Linked DNA regions of Pan troglodytes: region 2 is linked to region 1. The links are chromatin contacts, called in public Hi-C maps. All regions are on one chromosome and are shown on one strand. The core of a region is the stretch at or near the end of the contact, and the rest is flanking DNA. Distances in the headings are between cores, read along the strand shown.

Region 1 (6,588 bases), core at 2,952-5,451:
AGAACCATTTTTCTTTAATGTAATTGTAGCAGTTTTCATTACTGATTGGAATATAATGGAAAAATAAAACACTGAGAATTAAAAGCTTAATTGATAGAAACACGTGTTTATCTATCAGTAAAAAGAATTTGGCTGTGCTCCTCCTATCAACACAAAAGCAAGCAAATTAGCTATTTGCTCCATGAGGAAACTCCTTCTAATTCAGAAGAAAAGGCAGAGAGAGGCCCCAGGCACAGGCCAGCACCAACCTAACACAGGCCGCTTCCGCGCCTACCCGCCGCCACCTACTGGAGAGCTAGGGGCAGAGCGCAGTGCAATGTCCAGGGTCTGAAGCTTCTGGGGGTCAGGAAACTGGTACATGTAAATGAAGTTGATGCAAGACAATTTGTGTATTTGAGGAGAAAACTCCTAAAGGATTCAGAAATAACTAAAAGTCTTTTTTAATCCTTATAAATTAACATGGCTCGTTAGAAGTTTAAAAAATGCCTACTTGAGGATTTTTTGATTTGGGGAGAGGGATTTATTGTATAAGGTGTACAGCATGATGCTCTGATCTACACACACATAGTGAAGTGATTACTACAGTCAAGTAAATTACATGTCCAGCATCTCACACAGTTACCGTCCTTTATTCTGTGTGTGCTGAGAATTCCTAAATCTACTCCCAGTGCACAATATGATACTGCACTCCTTATGGTGTACATTAGATCTTGAGACTTACTCACCCAAAATAACTGCATCTTTGTACCCTTTGACCTAAACAAGAAGAGGGTACTGGTTGAAAGAAAGGTGAAGATTCTAAAGGCAAAATGTACTATTCTACCATTTTCAGAAAAATATTTAGAATGAAAAAAAGACTAAAATTTTTCTCCAAATAGAGTTAAAGCAGAATAATAAATAAAAACTATGGAATAATGATCAAATAAAACCAGAGGGAGTAGCCAGAGGCAAGACAAAAACCCAGAGAGAATGACGTCCTGGGAAACAAGGCTCCAGCCATTTCCAGGGGCAAAAGTGGGCAGCAGTGGCAAGAAAGGGGTTCTGAAAAATGGGCATGAAATAAAGCAATGTGAGGTCACTGGGGCCCTCGGTGAGAACCTTTACAGACCCAAGGACACTGTGGCAGAGCAGAAGGGAGGAAATGGAAGCATTTCTCAATTGGAGACATTTGGGCATATTTAAAACCCAATGGGATAAGATGGATGACTGTGAGAGGCAGACAGAACCAACAAGAGGACAGAGGCTTCCAGGAAGCTGCTGAGGAGGTGGAAGGGAAGGGCTCCAAAGCCCAGGTCGGTCTAGACCCACAGCCGAGCAGTCACACAGGCCCCATCTTCAGAGGGGCCCCACCTTTCGTTTTATGCTCTATGTCACCACCTTGAAATTTGTAATATTTTTTGAACAAGGGGCCCCACATTTTCATTTTACACTGGGCCTCTCAAATTATGTAGCTGTTCCTGGCCCCAGGGAGAGGCTGGCCTCAGCCCAGGAAAGGGTAGCTCTGCTACCACGGTGGCAGAAGGGGGATAGAGAAGCAGAGTCAATGCCATCTGCTGGCTTCTTTCCCTGCAAAGCTGAGAGAGAGCTGTCTGCTGTGAATGAACCAGAGGACAGACAAGGGGAAAGAGGTTAGCACTTCATCTAACATGGAGGTATCTGGTAGACTTCACCTGAACCAAGTAATAAGGCTGGTATCACAGGTAACAAGACAAATCAATACCACACACCTCCTGGTAGGATGCACTATGAAGGGCACAAGATCACTTCTGTGCTATTTCCTATTCCTGTCAACATGCATTACCTCAATATAATCATAGAAAACCCAAAGTGAGAAACATTCTACAAAACAGTAGACTAGTACTCTTGAAAAGTATCAATGTCACAAAAGACAAGGAAAGGCTGAGGAACTGTCACAGATTGGAGAAGACTAAGCAGAAATGACAACTAAATGCCGTGTGGAATCCTGCATTATCCCGGAGCAGAAAAAAGACATTTAAAAAACCTAGTGAACTTTGGCTGGGCGCGGTAGTTCACACCTGTAATCCCAGCACTTCGGGAGGCCGAGGCGGGTGGATCACGAGGGCAGGAGATCGAGACCATCCTGGCTAACATGGTAAAACCCCGTCTCTACTAAAAAAATACAAAAAAAATTAGCCGGGCATGTTGGCACGTGCCTATAGTCCCAGCTACTTGGGAGGCTTAGGCAGAAGAATGGCATGAACCCGGGAGGTGGAGCTTGCAATGAACGGAGATCGCGCCACTGCACTCCAGCCTGGGAGACAGAGCGAGAATCCGTCTGAAAAACAAACAAACAAACAAACAAAAAACCTAGTGAACTTCAAATAAGGTTTGTAATATAGTTAATATAATAGTACTATATCAACATTAATTTCAAAGTCTTGGTCATTGTACTATGGTTATGTAGACATTGAAATTAGAGGCAGTTGGGTAAAAAAGTATATGGAAACTCTGTTTTTTCAACTTTTCTGTAAGTCTCAAATTATTTCACAATAAAAAGCTTACATTTTCATGTGGACTTTTCATTTGTGATTTTTTTTAATGTCATTAGTCATTCCAAGACCCTCAGTTACTACCACTGAAGTCTAGCCTACTACATAAGACATGTTCCTCAATACAAAAAGAGTCAGAAACTGCTACGGTTTGGATTTGTGTCCCCACCCAAATCTCATGTTGAATTGGAATCCCCAGCATTGGAGGAGGGGCCTGGTGGGAGGTGACTGGATCATGGGGGTAGACTTCCCCCTTGCTGTTCTCGTGACAGTGAGTTCTCATGAGATCTGGTTGTTTAAAAATGTGTAGTACATCCCCCTGCTTTCTCTTATTTCTGCTCTGGCCATGTGAAGATGTGCCTGCTTCCCCTTCACCTTCCACCATGATTGTAAGTTTCCTGAGGCCTCTGCAGCCATCCTTCCTGCACAGCCTGCAGAACTGTGAGCCAATTAAATCTCTTTTTTAAATAAATTACCCCGTCTCAGGTATTTCTTTATAGCAGTATGAGAATAAACTAATACAGAAACAAAAAAGAAAGATTATGTTCCACTTTTAAAATCTGGCTTTGGCCAGGCATGGTGACTCTTGCCTGTAATCTCAGCACTTTGGGAGGCTGAGGCCCTAGGTGGATCAGTTGAGCCCAGGAGTTCAAGACCACCCTGGGCAACATGGTAAAACTCCCTCTCTACACAAATTCAAAAATTAGCCCAGCATGGTAGCGTATGCCTGTAGTCCCAGCTACTCAGGAGGCTGAGGTAGGAGGATCACTTGAGCCTGGGAGGTCGAGGCTGGAGTGAGCCATGATCGCACCACTGCACTCCAGCCTGGGTGACAGGGCAAGACCCTGTCTCAAAAAAAAAAAAAAAAAAAAAAAAAAAAAAAAAGGCCGGGCACAGTGGCTCACACCTGTAATCCCAGCACTTTGGGAGGCCGTGGCAGGCAGATCACCTGAGGTCAGGAGTTTGAGACCAGCCTGACCAACATGGAGAAACCCCGTCTCTACTAAAAATACAAAATTAGCAGGGTATGGTGGTGGGCGCCTCTAATCCCAGCTATTTGAGAGGCTGAGGCAGGAGAATTGCTTGAACCCAGGAGGCGGAGGTTGCGGTGAGCCAAGATGGCGCCATTGTGCTCCAGCCTGGGCAACAAGAGCGAGACTCCATCTCAAAAAAAAAAAAAAAAAAAATCTGGCTTTGAACAGGTTGCCCAGCTTCACGTTTCTATCACGCTGTCCCCTTACTGCTGCATCACTGGCCATCACAGCATCCTAGCAAGGGAGGGAGACCGGGAAGGAAGAATGGAAATGTTTGCTCAGTCCTTCTTCCTCTGCCTGCCAGGCCCTACATGTCTCTATCCAGTGAGTGTGTTAATTAAGCCTTTACAAGTATGCTAAGCATCTATGAGACCACGCGGGTTCCAAGGACTATTACACATTTCCTTTCTCTATTTTAATTAACTTTTATTTCATGAAAGCTTACAAATTGGCAGTAAATCCAGGTCAGACACTGCTTTAGAAAAATGGAGATTTACAGCAAACCTTGGGGGGCACATCTACCCACACCTGGGACCAAACCCAATTCAGGTAACCATTCGGAATGGGTGAACCGGCCAATCCAGGGCCATTGCTCTGCTGCCACCCAGGGGCAGGTGGGCGCCACGGCACCTGGCCAAGGGAAGGGAAGCCCAGGGGAAGAACCTGGCTCTGCACAGGACATGTCCTCTGGAATTCAAAGGCAGGACGAGGCAAGGGAGAAGTGCTGTACCCACCGGCCACAGTACTCAGGAGTGCACCGTAAACATGCACTCTTGGGAAGGCAGGCATTAAAATAAATACAAGGTTGCAACAATGATGTATTTCCTCAGACCGAGGACTGTTCCAGGGACTAAAGAGATGTTACAGGCACCCAAGGGACGGAGCCAGGCACCAGACTCCAGGCTTACCTGCTTTGGGTCAGAGGTAGCAGTGCCGGGAGCTGGCGATTCCAGCTCTATGGTCACAGGCCCATCATTCTGAATGTGCACCTGCATGTAGGCCCCAAACTTGCCATCTGAAAAAGCAATCCAAACAGTTACCAAAGATGGAGACACCAGATTACTCCATCCAAAAGCACACTGTATTAGTTCATTTTCACACTGCTAATAAAGACATACTCAGTACTGGGAAACTTACAAAAGAAAGAGGTTTAACGGACTCACAGTTCCTCACGGCTGGGAAGGCCTCACAATCATGGCGGAAGGCAAGGAGAAGCAAATCAGATCTTACATGGATGGCAGTAGGCAAAAAAAGAGAGAGCTTGTGCAGGGAAACTCCCGTTTTTAAAACCACCAGATCTCGTGAGACTTATTCACTATCACGAGAACAGCACAGGAAAGACCCACCCCCATGATTCAATTACCTCCTACCAGGTTCCTCCCACAAAACATACGAATTGTGAGAGTTACAATTCAAGATGAGATTTGGGTGGGGGCACAGCCAAACCATATCACACACCTAGATCAGCGTGATCCAAAACCCAGGTCACAGTGGGAGAAGGAGGTTGACCGGGAGGAGGATCAGCCACTCAACACAGGAAAAGTTAGCCAGCCTTGTAAGAGGGATGGAAATGCAGGATTAAGTAGCACAGATGCTGCTTCGTGCCCAAGAGATTTGGCAAGAAATAAAAGGTCTGGTAACACCAAGGGTGGGAAAGAATGTGGGTTACCAGGACTGTACATGGTGGGAAGGCAAACACAGAGCATTCTGGAAGGCCATGTTTGCACTGCATGCAGTGAAGCCCTCCATCTCCCTCCATGGAAGGCACTGCTTTTGGGCTACTGCGGCACAGGCAGGCCTCACACCCTGAGGTCCTTCCGCAACCTGGGTGACCTCCATGAGTCTCTGTTCCTGCTACCACAACCTCACAAATTCCTTCTCTGAGTCTTTCCTACCAGTGGGTCCCTAACTTCAGAAGGACTCAGCAATATGGGCATGCCAACAGACAGCTTTCTTTGGCCCACAGACAGTAGCACTGGAAATTGTATTAGAAGCACCCAAGCTGTTGGCCATGTTTATAAGCAAGATTAATCTAGATCCTACTGGATAGTCAAAGGTGCTCAAATAATGATGACTTTCCGTGACCTCCCATCAGATGAAAGTGGCCATTCAAATCAACAGAGCTTTTGTCTCATCCATGTCAGACTAACTAAAAAGACATCAGCTGGGAAGGAAATCATGTGTTTAATTGCATGCTAAAATTATGGCTACAATTAGTAGAAAATTTCAGTCACTGCACTCCTCAGGGAGGCTGAAGGCAGGCTCAAGAGGACAGGAATTATTTCCGACCTTGAATTTCTGTTGCCAGGATATACAGCATATGCTTCACCTTGTTTATCATTCCAAGTAGTGAGAAATTTATTTTCTTTTCCTGTTTTTCTTCAGTTAAGAATAGAACTATTATGTGAATTTCCATCCGTACAGATGATAAATCCAAAGACATGTTTTAAGAGATCTTAAAATGGTAACATTTTTTTCCAGTCCAGATCAAAGGGTAAAGCGCCCAAAAAGAATTATACTAGCCAGAGAAAATAAACACATTTTAAAAAACACACACACACACACACAAAAGCATATCTATAAAATGACATCTGGGCTCCTATGGTGATATAATCAAGTTGTTCTTAAATATTAAGTCCCAGCTTTCTTTCTACCCAGAGCTGCAGGTTAAGCACATGTTAGACACGCTTATGCTGCATGTTTAAAGCAGGAAAGCTCTCAGCTGGAGACTAACCACCCATGAACTCATCTCCAGCCGAACTTTTCAAGGCCCTAACAGCTGTAAACCAGAGTGCCTCCCTGCAGATTCTCTGTGTAGCTACAAAAACTGGTGTCTATGCCCCTCTGGACAATGCTTCACTGACTTTAGCCACCAGCCAGGAAGGCTCACACCACCTCTCCGGGCCCCAGTTTGTTCTGGTGCAACAGGACAGTTGTCCTGGGATGGTTACAAAGGTGCACATAGGTTAGTACACAGCCCAGCACAGTGAGTGTACAGGAAATCATAGTCACTATTATTACTATTGTCATGCCTACCACTGTCC
Region 2 (6,588 bases), core at 2,830-5,329, 590 kb before region 1:
CTGTGCGCCCGACTCGGGATCTGGAACAGGCCTCCCCAGAGGCTGTTGGTTCCGTAAGGGTGTCCGGGCTCCCCCCTCTGGCTTGGGCTCACACTTCGCTTTCTGTTCGTGCTGGACCAAGCCCAATACTGTGGCTGATCGAAGTGGGGACAGCTGGCACGGTCCCTGGAGAGGCGGCCTGAAGAGGCTTCTGGCCTTGTGCAGGTAACACCAGCCTGCCCTACCTCCAACGTTAGAATCTTAGTCCTCCCATTTCCCCCATTCTAGGTCTCCTGCCCCTCCTTGCTGAAGGTGTGGGCTGCCCTAGAGATGGCTGGACTCACGACCTGCCGCAGGTGCCCATTTGGAGGGGATCCCTGGCCATCCCAGACACAGCCCACTCTCCCTCGTTGGGCTTCCCTGGACTCTTCCCAGATGCTAGCCTGGGGCTGCTGGCTGGGCTGAGGAGGAGATGCCATTGTTGGGGGGAGGGGGGCGCTGAAAACAAAAGACCTTGTCCAGAAAGGGATCACCTGAAACCAGGTGTCTGTCTAGGTGACTGTCTCCATGGAATCCATTCAGATCAGGGAATCTAGCTTCATACCCTAAGGAGGTGGGAAGGAAGCAGAGAACCTCTGTGTAAGGCTCCCCAGTCTAGGTCTGTTCAAATGTGTCCCCACCTGTGACTGACCTACCCCCCCGACCTCCTCCCAGACAATCCCTGACAGCACCTGGGGACAGCAAGGTCACAGCAAAGGGCAAAGGAAGTGGTCATAGGTGGCCTCCTTTCCAGGGAAAGGCCATCTCACCCAGGGAGACCAGAGACTTTTCCTTCGTGGGTATATCATTTATTACTGCTGTTCTCAGCCTGGCATCTTCCAGACACTCAGAGTACCTCCCCCACAATGCCTGAGTGGTTTTCCCTTTGCTTTGGCTGCAGATACTAAGGAGGGTGTAAAAATACGAGTTGATCCGTGCTGGAGTGTGTGGGGAGAATTCTCTAGTTGTGTTATCTCCATCAAGCTTTTGCAGACACAGAAAAGAAAGTTTAGGAGCTGAGAAGAATTCAACTAACCAGGAAAGTCACTCAAATAGTGTTTTCTAGTGAAAACGAGGGAAAATAAAAGGTGAGAGAGGGAATCTGGAATTAATTGAGTTAGGAAATGAACACTAGCTCCAGGGGAAAATACCATAGGCTCAAGGAATTGTGTAATCTGGTGATGGAGGGGGAGTTAGGAAGGGAGCCAGGAGGAAGGAGTATAACCAGGAACTGGTAATTTCTTGGAAATTATCTCAGCACCAGGAGTGTATGTGTGTGTGTGTGGTGGGGTGTGGGGGGAGAGCACTCCTGTGGCACACAGAAATGATTCTTGGGTTTCTATTCATTTTGACAGATTTTGGAGTGAAGGCCACTGTTAAAGTAAAGCACAGAGAGTGATTCCTTGGGCGGCCAGGCACCACCTAGGGAAGAAAGGTGGGGATCCTGGTCCCTAGGCTGACAGCAACTGAGACCTGATAGGTTCCTCAGCCTGCCAGGTGATGGCCAGGTGAGACAGGCCTCAGGAGCTCCTCTCCAAAGAAAACAGTCATTTTTTTTCCTACCTGTCCCTTTCAGTCTTTGGAAGCTCCCTCCAGAAACTGAACTGTGAAAGGAGCAAGAGTTGAAATGAAGAATGTGCTCTGATACTTCAGTCTGAGAGTATTTCTTTCCTGGAGAGAGAGACATCACTCCTAGATGTGTGGGGGTCTTCACCCTTTCAGGAATAAGACAGGTGTCTTTACAGAGCACCTCCCCACCTTGGGCTGGGTTCTGGGGTCACTGTCTACTCCCCCTGTTTTGACCTCCCATAAACATTCTGTTTTCAGGTCCCTGCAGAGACTTTGGACCTGATGTGGTGAATAAAGGTGGTTAGTCTTTCTCACAGTTCTACCTTTAGGACGAAGAATAGAAAGCCTCCCGTGACTATATTCACTAACTCTCAGCCCAGGCCAGATCATCCACCAGCCAGTGAATGGGACCTCGTCTGTGGCCAAACTAAGTGCAGCTCGGTGCCCTCCTGTGATATTTCCAGCTCTCCAGCCTCCTGCTGCCCACAGCTCACAGACCTCATGGAGTAGTTTCCAGGACAAAGCAAGGTTATGTCTCCACAACACCAAACATTCCCAGGTGTGGCAGGCAAGCCATTGATTTAGAAGAGAGGAGGAGAGAGGAAGAGAAAACCAGAAAAGGCACTTTCTTGGTAAAGAGACATCAGCTTTCTCACCATGGCTGTTTCATAACACAAGGAGACCTGGCCCAAGCTCAGAGGGGAAAGACCCCTGGGTGTTCATGGAAAACCTTTAAGCACAGTGAGACCAAATGTTAGTAGATGGGGGATAAAAGGGAGAAATTCATGGAGTATGCCTAGAACAGGCCTTGTACGCAGCATCCCCTTCTTGCCTAGGGACTTGAAGGGCCAGGCTTCCTGTCATTGCCTCACTCAAATGTAGCCCAGGAAGACATTAGACTGATAGCACTGATCACCTCCAGACAAAACCCCTGCACCTGCACAGTCACATAGACTTGGACAAAACCCCATCCTTACTAAGGAAGACCTAACAACTATTTCTTCTCACGCGCATTCTTGTCCACCGTCTTTATCAAAAAGCCAGGAAAACTGCTTCTTCAGACACTTTCTGAGCCGGCTGTATTTTGAAGGACAAAAAAAAAATTACTCTTTTGAGAGCATTGTGTCTGCAAGGTGGGCTCACATTATTTTCGGTGATCAGTTTATGACTGGAGTTCAAATAGACTGCTTATTTTATAAGAGTTTTTAATTTTGAATTTTCTTTTTGCCCAACTGTGTGCATTTGTTTGGTTTTTAACTCACCACATGAATATGACTATAGATTTTTTTTTTCCTAGTTGACCATGGTCAGATTCACAATTGCCTTAAAAAAAAATTTGTTGGCTGGGCACGGTGGCTCACACCTGTAATCCCAACACTTTAGGAGGCTGAAGCGGGTGGATCATCTGAGGTCAGAAGTTCGAGGCCAACCTGGCCAACATGGTGAAACTCCGTCTCTACTAAAAATACAAAAATTAGCCAGGCAGGGTGGCGCATGCCTGTAATCCCAAGCTACTCAGGAGGCTAAGGCAGGAGAATCTCTTGAACCCGGAAGGTGGAGGTTGCAGTGAGCTGAGATCACGACACTGCACTCCAGCCTGGGTGGCAGAGCGAGACTCTGTCTCAGAAGAAAAAAAAAAAAAAAGAAAATGTGTTGAAGTATAACATACATGAGGCAAAATGCACACAGCTTAAGCATTAACTCAATGACTCTGTATATATGTATACATCCTCACAGATTCCAGACCAAGACATGGAACATTTCCTGCTCTCCCTGAAAGTCTCCCTGTGCCAGGCCCTCCCCAGGCAATAATTCCCCAGAGATAGTGCCTCTTCCCAACCCTGAACCCTAGATCATTGTTGCCTGTCCTTGAACCTCAGATAAAGGGAGGCTGCTTTTGCCCATCTTCGTTTTTGTGATGTCTGTCCATTGTGGCGTGCATAGCTGTGATTTGTTCTTTTTCACACTGTGAAGGTGTAGGTGGTTTTTACCTGATGCTTCAGTTCCCTTCCAACTTTAGTATAAGCCAAGAATAATCAAACCACTACATCTGGATCAGAGACAAATGACCTCCCAGATTGGCTAGTTTTGTAAGGAACTTCAGTTGAAATTGAAACAGTCATCAGCTGCTTCTCAAACCAGCTACAGTACATAAGGAGGAGCCCAAGGGAAACTGCAGGACAACAGGTCCACTGGGAAACTTCAGGGAGCCAAGCTGTCAAAGACAAGCACAGAAAAATTCCTGCAATGTGCATTAGACTTTGAGGCAGCTTTTAATGGCAAAAGTCAGTACAACCCATTTCCTTTTTCTTCTAAATGAGAGGAAAGTAGAATAGGTTCCATCAGGAAAGATTCACACCCAGGCCATGACAAACTCATGGAGGATCCTGTCAATCAAATTCCTTTCTGCTGGGCAGAAAAAGTACATGTGAGCTTGTTAGTAATGTGCATTCCCAACCTATCCTGAGGATGTGGGACTCAGGAAGCCCAACAATCTGCCCTATTTACAAGTTCCCAGGTATCCTTTCATATTAAGATTTGAGACCTGCTGTTTCAGAGAAAGGGACAGCTTGGCATGTATTTTTTGGTAAATCCTGGAGGGCAAGTCTAAAAAGCAAAAATATACCGCCCAGCACCTATCTGTCGATATTTTTAATTGACTTGTTTGGAGTGTTTGGAAGAAATAAAGACAGAGTATGAAAACACAACCCGTAGCTATGTCTATATGTATTTCATTTTTCACTTGAGTACTATGTTTCTTAAAGACTCCTGTAAGAAATAATTCAGAACCACATAAAAAAGAGATTAAAATTTTTAGTCCACAGAGGACAAACATTAAGTATTCACAATTTGAGGAATTTGTTCATTCTGTCAGGATCATTCAGAAAGAAAACACATACATGCCACTAATTTAATTTTGCCCTTATAAACTTGGGCAGACAAGGTGCTGAGTGTGGCAGAGGAGCCTGGGGAGAGCCCTGAGGGCTTATTTTTGTTAATATACAAATATTAGGCTTAGGTATCCCATATTTTAAATCAAGACAATAGATCTAAAAAATGTTTTAGCATTTTTAAATTTCAAAACTTCATCCTGGTAGACCATGATATGCAGTACATCTTAAGTGGAAAAAAAAAAAGAAGCTACACTATGAATTGTACAATCCCATTTTTGTAAAGTTAAGCAAAAATCATCTCTCTCTCTCTCTCTATCTCTGATTACTTTGGGATGTGGGATTACAGGATTTGGGTTGGGGATCAGAGAATGTAGAGGGACTTTCACTCTTTATTTTATACTCTTCCATAGCTTTAAAATTATTTTTCTTCCATCAGTATGTCCAGTTTTTTTAATTAAAAAAATAAAGAAAAATTAAAAGAATCTGCTCATGTGTAAGCAGTTAAGGCAAGTTGACTTAAATGAAAGGAATTGAAATGGTTTGACTTTGGCAGGGTTGAGCACGAGGCTAGGCTGGGCCTCCAGGCCTGGCTTCCAAGGAGCTGCTCCTCCCTGCCATGGCTGGCAGCTCTGTGCCCGAGGCTCATTCGGAGGAGCCCTGAGATGACAGGGGAAGGGCAGCCCAGCCAGGTGGCCTGCTACGGCTGGAGCAAGAAGCTGGAATTCTGATTCTGATTTGGCCACAGATCTAAAGTATAGTCCTTTCCTCCCCTGTGCCTCAGTTTCCTCAATGGTAAAAGATGATGCCAACCTTTCCACAGAAGGGTGCTTTGCGGCAATGAAGCATTTTGAAAATACAAAACATTCAGATGAGAGAGATGCCAAAGTCAGTTGGCTCTTTGTACTTTAGACAGCCCTGTGTTATTCTGATGGGGATAATCACAGCAAACCCCTCTTGCCCAAGGCCTCAAATCTGACTGCGGAATCCACTTCAAGCCCAGCTCAGCTGTCCAGTGCAAAAACTTGAGTGGTAAACACATGACCCATCACCAAGTCGTCATCTTCAGAGAGACCTGAGGCTAATGGGATGGTCTCACGTTACACAGTGCTGTGTCCATCTCCTCATCTCAGTTCATCGCCCAGGTTTCCAGCCCCGGAACTGCAGAATGATTGGGTCCAGATGCTCTTCCTAGGATCGCTGTGGCGGTGCGCCCCCTGGTGGCAGCGGTAATTCTCCTGCTGGGGGATTTCTGTGTGCCTGAGAGGTGTTTCCTACCTGCCCTTGACTGGTTCAGCTTAATCTTTGACTTCACAGCCTCATTTCTTTCCACATTTCCAGTCAGGTGACATGTGACATTAAGATGACTGGTGTGTCGCATGCAGCTCTTCCTGTCTCCCGAGTTTGTTTCACTGGCAAGAGTTTCTCAAAGAGTTCCTTTAGGTACTTAAATATTTCACTTTTTAAAAATTAACTCCCTTTCTTTGAAAGTTTATGCCAGAAATAGACAGGACTCATGCATAGCATTTTCTTTCCAATCATTTAAGTTCTTGGTACTCCAAATGTTGTCCCTGGACCAGCAGGCACTAGGAGTTGGTGGCATGACCTGGGAGTTAGTTAGAAAGGTAGACTCCTGGGACCACTGCATTAGAACTTGCATTTTAACAAAATCCACAGATTGAAAAGCATAGATTTGGTTGATATTTCCTCATAGATGAGATGACTAGGAATTCATAACTACCCGTATTCATAGCTAACTATATGTTACAGCACTCACGATTACACATACCTTTTCATTTTTTCAACTTTCCACGTTTCATTTGCTTTTAAACACCTCTTAAATATGGAAAACCACAAGAACCAAATTCCCAACATTTAAGCATTTAAAGTAGTCTACAAGCAATAGCTTCTAAAGTCTCCAAGGAATAAGAATTCCAGCTACAGCATCAAACATTTAGCTGAGAATAGCAACACACCCTATTCCATATAATATTGAAAAGAAAAATTTCGACGTTAAATCCCACATCATTGTAAACTATGTTAGTTCAACAACACCAGTGCATAATGCATTTTAAACACAAAACAGGGTATAACTTAAACTCTGATGAAT

What was found. Hi-C and Micro-C count contacts between places; a contact is called where the count stands out from the background.
Region 2: a Hi-C map of induced pluripotent stem cells shows a contact between it and region 1, with 1.9 times the contacts expected there. The contact joins two enhancer-like sites. A contact is called at or near these places in 1 of 7 Hi-C or Micro-C datasets (induced pluripotent stem cells) and 1 of 1 datasets of contacts at active chromatin or transcription factors (stem cell-derived excitatory neurons).

The regions. Positions count from the first base shown.
Region 1 is chr21:25,136,619-25,143,206 of NHGRI_mPanTro3-v2.0_pri, reverse strand. It overlaps DTD1 (D-aminoacyl-tRNA deacylase 1), which reads right to left. Exons shown (of 6, transcript XM_016937518.4): 4 at 4,453-4,559. Among named protein-coding and RNA genes, the nearest start is that of DTD1, 36 kb to the right of the region's middle. Within about 2 kb of position 4,201, at least 2 of the 24 cell types and tissues checked have an H3K27ac peak or open chromatin away from gene starts, as enhancers often do. A contact at or near this core is called in induced pluripotent stem cells, where this site is marked.
Region 2 is chr21:25,729,067-25,735,654 of NHGRI_mPanTro3-v2.0_pri, reverse strand. The region is part of intron 1 of SLC24A3 (solute carrier family 24 member 3); the gene reads right to left. LOC134809212 (collagen, type I, alpha 1a) reads left to right here. Exons shown (of 3, transcript XM_063803324.1): 2 at 1-204; 3 at 1,846-1,991. The coding sequence ends at 1,870. Among named protein-coding and RNA genes, the nearest start is that of SLC24A3, 160 kb to the right of the region's middle. Within about 2 kb of position 4,079, at least 1 of the 24 cell types and tissues checked has an H3K27ac peak or open chromatin away from gene starts, as enhancers often do. A contact at or near this core is called in induced pluripotent stem cells, where this site is marked.